Linked DNA regions of Pan troglodytes: region 1 is linked to region 2. A link is a contact called in public HiChIP or PLAC-seq data. All regions are on one chromosome and are shown on one strand. The core of a region is the stretch at or near the end of the contact, and the rest is flanking DNA. Distances in the headings are between cores, read along the strand shown.

Region 1 (2,734 bases), core at 230-2,729, 260 kb before region 2:
TCTTTAAGCCCACAGCAGGATTTTATATCAATAAGCCAGCAATCAAATACTTCAAGATATGCTGAGGAGCAGACAATGCAGGCAGTTCTAAAGATTTTTCATTTTATTTTTGTTTTGTTTTGATATTAGACCGAGCCACATCACCCTCACGCACAATCAGCTGAGGAGGCACACACTTTCACTTAAACCGTCTCCAAACTCGGCTCCTGGCCCAGCACGCATGCATGGCCCATGCAGACAAACAAGAAAGGCTTTGGAGTGTGGTGCCTGTTTTTTTCTTTTTTTGTAAAGCATCGACAATCTCCTTTTACCCTGACCATTCTTTTTAAAGCCACAAACACCCTCCCCTCTCCCCTACACACACACCCCATTCCCTCCCCCGCCAATTCCAACCCAAGGAGGCGGGGGCGGGGGAGATGGGGCCGCCGGGGGATTCAAAACCTGCCCTCACAAAAGACAAACATAAATAACACCAACTTGAGAGGCAGCCGATTCCCAAGCCCGGTTCGGGACGCAATCCCTCGGCCCTGGGGCAGGACCGGGAGAGCAGGTGACGCCAAGCGCTATGGTAGGAGGTCGCAGTCTAGCTTTGTGCCAAGAAGCACCTGAAGTCCTAACACATTGGCTGCGGCTCCCGGCGGCTGCCAGGCGGATCCCACTGTGACACGGAGAGAGACGAGCTCCCTGGCCACATTTAAAAAAATAGAAAAGAAAAAAATTACAGGGTAATGAAAATAAATCCCTTTGTTTTTCCTCCCAATGTGCCAGGAAACAATAGATCCCACTGATAATGCCTCCGATCTTCAACCTATTGCTCCTCCACCACAACCCACCCCCACCCCCAGCCTGCAACTCAGCCTTTGTACAAGCCGATTTTTTTCCTCCTCTCCACCCTCCCCAACTCCTCGCCCCGCGCTCAGCCTCCCCCTTACCCGAGCGGGAGCGCCGCGGGCGGGGAGGGTCGGGCCGCCGCGGCTCCCACCCCCTCCTCGCAGGCGCCCCCAGCCCCACGGTGGACGCGGCGGCTCGGCTCGGCGCCGGCCCGCTGGGTACACCGCAACCCGCTCCTCACGGCGCAGCGCGTAGGGCGGCTGCGGCGGCCGCTTCCACTCGCGCGTCGGCCCCCAGGCGCTCCCTGCCCGCGGCGGGCGGCCCCGGGAGGCGCGCTGCGCTCCCCAACGCCATTGCGGGCGGGCGGCGGCCCGAGCAGCGACGCGCCCGCACGCTCGGGCCGGCCTGGGGCCAGGGGTGCCGGCCGGGGAAGGGGTTTGGCCCACGTGCGGTCGCCACGCCGGGCCGTTTCGGCGGCCGCGGTGTAATGGAGGAGAGGCCGCGGGGGTGAGGAAGGCCAGGGGTAACAGGTGCCTCACCTCGGCTGATGGGATTAACTCTAGGGCCGCAGAGAAAGGGAGCCCGGCAGCAAAATCCCGGGAGAGGGAGAGAGAGGGAGCCTCTGGCGGCCAAGGAAGGGCGAAAAGCACCGGCCCGAGGCGAGGCCGCCCCACCCCCTCGGCCGTGGGCGAGGGGCCTCTCCGGCCTGGGGCAAGGCCCCTTCCTGTTCGAGTGTTGGCTCCGGAACTTGGTTCTGGGGCTGACCGCTGCTGGGGCCCCACTTAGTCTGAGTCTGCAGTTAACTCCGTGACCCCAAGGCATCCAAGTCCCAGGCCACTCTGCTGGCCTGGAAGGCCAAGACGTAGGCCCAAGTCTGGTGTGGCCTTCACCTAAGCCACTGCGCCTGGCCTACTACTCACCTTGACCTTAAGATCTCACTGCCAAAGAGAAAGGGATGAGGAGGTCTTCTACCTTTCCTGTCTAGGGAGAGTTTTTCAGCTCACCCCCCCCCCACCCCCACCCCGCCCTTTTCTAAAGGCTCAGTACTCCCTCTTACACCCCCAAGTACCGGAAGTGTTACCACCTTCCTGCAAAATATAAAACTGATCATGACTGTCAATACAGATGTTTAAACCAATCCTTCCAAAAAGCCTAGGGAGCAGGAACTCTTAAAAAATAATTTTTCAAGAAGGTAAAAACATGACAATGGTAGAAATATAAAATGAACATTGGTCAAAATTTTTATAACTCTTTTAATTAGGAAGGGAACCCCAGCAAGATACTGCAACCCATTCACGTGAGACTGTGAAGAATAGACATAGAGGCAAGAAGAGGCAAAGCTGCTTACTATTCTATAGAGCACTGAAATGTAATGTTTATTATTATCTGCTTTACAGGGCGGTAACCAGTTGTATCTGTAAAGTAACAAATTTGCATTCTGTAGATAAAACTCATTTACATTACCAAACGTTTCTACAGCTTACTGAGTAGTAAAATAGCCTAGTGAAAGTCAGTCTAAGTAAGGTGCAGACGACTGTAAATTTCACAACACTCCGGAGTCCTGTAGATAACATCCAGCATTCCATTGAAAGGACAAACAGTAATCTTTTGCTCATTTCAAAGTCTTTCACAAGTTTTCCCAACATAACTATTTTTAGCCCCATTTCACTGATGGAAAAACTAAGGTTTAGGTTTTGTAACTTACCCGCTTCTTTATTGGCTATTAATAGTAAATGATTATGGCTGAATATGAACCCAGGCAAGTCAGTACACAGATTCTATATACTCTGGGAGCAAAATCTTTTCATTTCAGAAGGATTTTGTAACTACTCAATACTCAGTTCTATGTATTTTTTAATTTTAAGCAGCAAGGGCTTTTTTTTCCTTTAAGCATCACCAAATT
Region 2 (2,724 bases), core at 61-2,560:
CAACTACACCGCCACTTCAATCAAGCACAAGTAGGCAGGCAGCCTGCTCTGCCATCACCAAAAGATTCCCATTTCCACTCCAATCAGTGCCCCTCCACTCCACTGCTATAGCGGGAATGGTGTGGGTAGAATGTTAAACACTAATTTTTGCCCGGGGCTCCATTTTGTCTACCAGCACCATCATGCAGAGAACCGTCCTGCAGAAAAATAGAGTGGGAGCCATTCCAAAAGGTGAAAGGGTGGGGTCCTGCTCCAAGAAAACAGAGGAATTGTACTCCGCAGCTCATGTCCCACTACGGCTGCTTTATTTGTAGCGCAAACAGTCTGCAGCTCCTGTACCTCTGCAGCTCTTACCACTTTGTAGTGCATCTTAGGTGTGAATTGTTCCGCAGCTCATGTACCTCTGCAGTTCATGTGCCTCGCAGCGCAATGAAGCGCTGTTGTCGGGCTGGCTAATCGCATCGTTTTTGTAGCGTTTTTTGTAGTGCTACTCTTCTGCAGCTCAGATTTTGCAGCGCGTGTAAAGCGCAATTCAGTTTTCTGTCTGCAGCTCCTATATCGCTGCTCCTCGTTCTGGATTGTAGCGCCACTGAAGCGCCCATCCGTCAGTTTGTGGCACATAAAGCGCCCATCAGTTTATAGCGCAATTAAGCGCCAGTTGTAGCACCCATCAGTTTGTCGCCCGCGTGAAGCGTGCTTGTAGCGCATCTGAAGCGCCAGTTTGTAGCGCATTTGAAGCGCTTATCTGTTTGTAAAGCATGGCACTTGGTAGCGCATTTGAAGAGCAAATTGCAAATCGATCTGTAGCTCCTGACCGTCTGCAGCTCATCACTGTCCGCAGCTCATCTCTGTCTACAGCCCGTATCTGGACTTGGTCCTGGAAACCCAAGCCTTTAAGGCTTGGTTTCCCCATTTGTTTTGGGGTACAGCCAGTGAAGGCGTGACAAGTTTTGCGTGGAGACATTCTGGGGTGCTACTCCATCTCCCGCAGCTCCCGATAAGCACGGGGAATGAACGTGATCTTTAAAAAAAAAAAACGTCCTCACCGCATACTCACCACGCGAGGACTCCTCTGCGAAGACAGGAAGGATGGGGTCCCACACCTGAGCCAGGCGCGGTCTCCACTGGGTGCTCCGCAGCCCGGAGTGGCTCCGGACGACAGCCCGCTCAGCGGACCTTTCGCCAGGCTCGGTGGACCTTCTCCGCTGTTCTCCTCAGGGCGCAGTCAGGTTTCTTCGACACACACCAACCGAAGTTGAAGCGCGTGTACCAGGAGCTCAGACTGTGAGCCTTATATAGGTTGCACCGAGGAGGGGGGCGCCAAATCCCAGCGTGCTCCGCGGGCTAGGGGGTGGAGGGGGGTGCGGGGGATGGGGGATGGGGGTGGGGGCGGTGGCCACGCTGCAGTGGCCCGCCGCTAGAGGGAGTACGGGATTACCGAGGGGGTGCGGGATGCTGATGCTGAACTGGCCAAGCTGGGAGGGAAGAAGAAAGGGAGGGGAGGGGAGAATCGAGGACGGACGGCCTAGCCAGGCCAAGAATGCAATTGCCCCGGTGGTGGGAGCTGGGAGACCCCTGTGCTTGGACGGGACAGGGTCGGGGGACACGCAGGATGAGCCCCGCGACCACTGGCACATTCTTGCTGACAGGTTAGTGGCCTGCGCGCGACGTGGAGGTCCGGGGCCAACAGGCCGCCGCCTCCCCCTCCCCCGCTCGGGTTCCGGGCGCCTGAGCGCGCCCTTTGGGTACCAGCCTCTCTTTCTGTCCCGGACCCCACCGTACCCCTCCTTCAGTACACCTTGTACCCCATTTCCCCGGCCCAGCTTCTCTCTCCCCAGGCTTGACCCCTGGCCTTTTTTTTTTTTTCCTCTCCGCGCCCCCGCGGGCCCCTCCCTGCTCTGCGGGCGCAGAAATTCCATCTCCAATTCCTGTTCCCAACATCCCCCTCCCCGCCCAGCCCCAGGGTAGTCCTCTCCCGATCCCTGTAGCAAAGAGCTGGGGGTCGTTGCCTGTTTTTCTGGGGGGCCCGTTTCCCCGCGATTGGGCTCTGCGACCTCGATGCGAGCCAAAGGAAATGGGTGTCAAGCTGCGTCCCCGCTACACAAACACATCTTTTTTCCTTTTCTTGATCGTGGTAGAGAACACAAAAATATGACATTTAAAACACCGAATTTCCCCCTCTTGCTAAGTGCATTTCTCGGTGGCGGAAATCTCGGTTTTCTTCGGTTTTACGGAGCAGGGACGCGGAATCATGAAATGCTGGGAGCTAAACAGGGCATTCAGGTCAGGGTTAACCCCGGCTGGAGGCCAGAGATGCTGCCGTACCGAGTGCGCTATTTCCAGAAACCAAAACCAATTTAAAACAGCTGTGGATGCTTCCAGTGTGTTTGGCGGGCTTTGAAGGCTCCCAGCTACGGACTTTTGGTGGCGATTACGAGGTTTACACAGAGACCTTGCTTCCCTTGCAACGTTACATTTTCCTAAATCTTGTAGGGTGAATGAATGCGTTTAGTCACGGCAACCGCACGTTTAATCCTTTCCAGCGGGTTGCCGAGATTCGGCCACAAATATTTGCGTGCATTTGTACTATGAACATATATATTTTATGTCAGGGAAAATTGCAGTGGCTGATAAGACGCTAAAATTCTGATGAGGAAGGATGCTAAATAAAACCTTAACGCGGATTCCCATCTAAGCGCCTCAGTGTTAGGCGCTTGGGAAACT

What was found. HiChIP or PLAC-seq counts read pairs in DNA pulled down with a chosen protein or histone mark.
Region 1: an H3K4me3 HiChIP or PLAC-seq map of stem cell-derived excitatory neurons shows a contact between it and region 2, with 4 times the contacts expected there. The contact joins the promoter of PPP1R9A here to the promoter of PEG10 in region 2. A contact is called at or near these places in 1 of 7 Hi-C or Micro-C datasets (stem cell-derived neural progenitor cells) and 1 of 1 datasets of contacts at active chromatin or transcription factors (stem cell-derived excitatory neurons).

What each region holds. Positions count from the first base shown.
Region 1 is chr6:104,289,706-104,292,439 of NHGRI_mPanTro3-v2.0_pri, reverse strand. It overlaps PPP1R9A (protein phosphatase 1 regulatory subunit 9A), which reads right to left and starts at 1,479. Exons shown (of 17, transcript XM_063815457.1): 1 at 1,371-1,479.
Region 2 is chr6:104,032,179-104,034,902 of NHGRI_mPanTro3-v2.0_pri, reverse strand. PEG10 (paternally expressed 10) reads right to left here and starts at 1,310. Exons shown (of 2, transcript NM_001302445.1): 1 at 1,047-1,310. The coding sequence starts at 1,051. SGCE (sarcoglycan epsilon) reads left to right here and starts at 1,366. Exons shown (of 12, transcript XM_009453639.2): 1 at 1,366-1,649. The coding sequence starts at 1,541.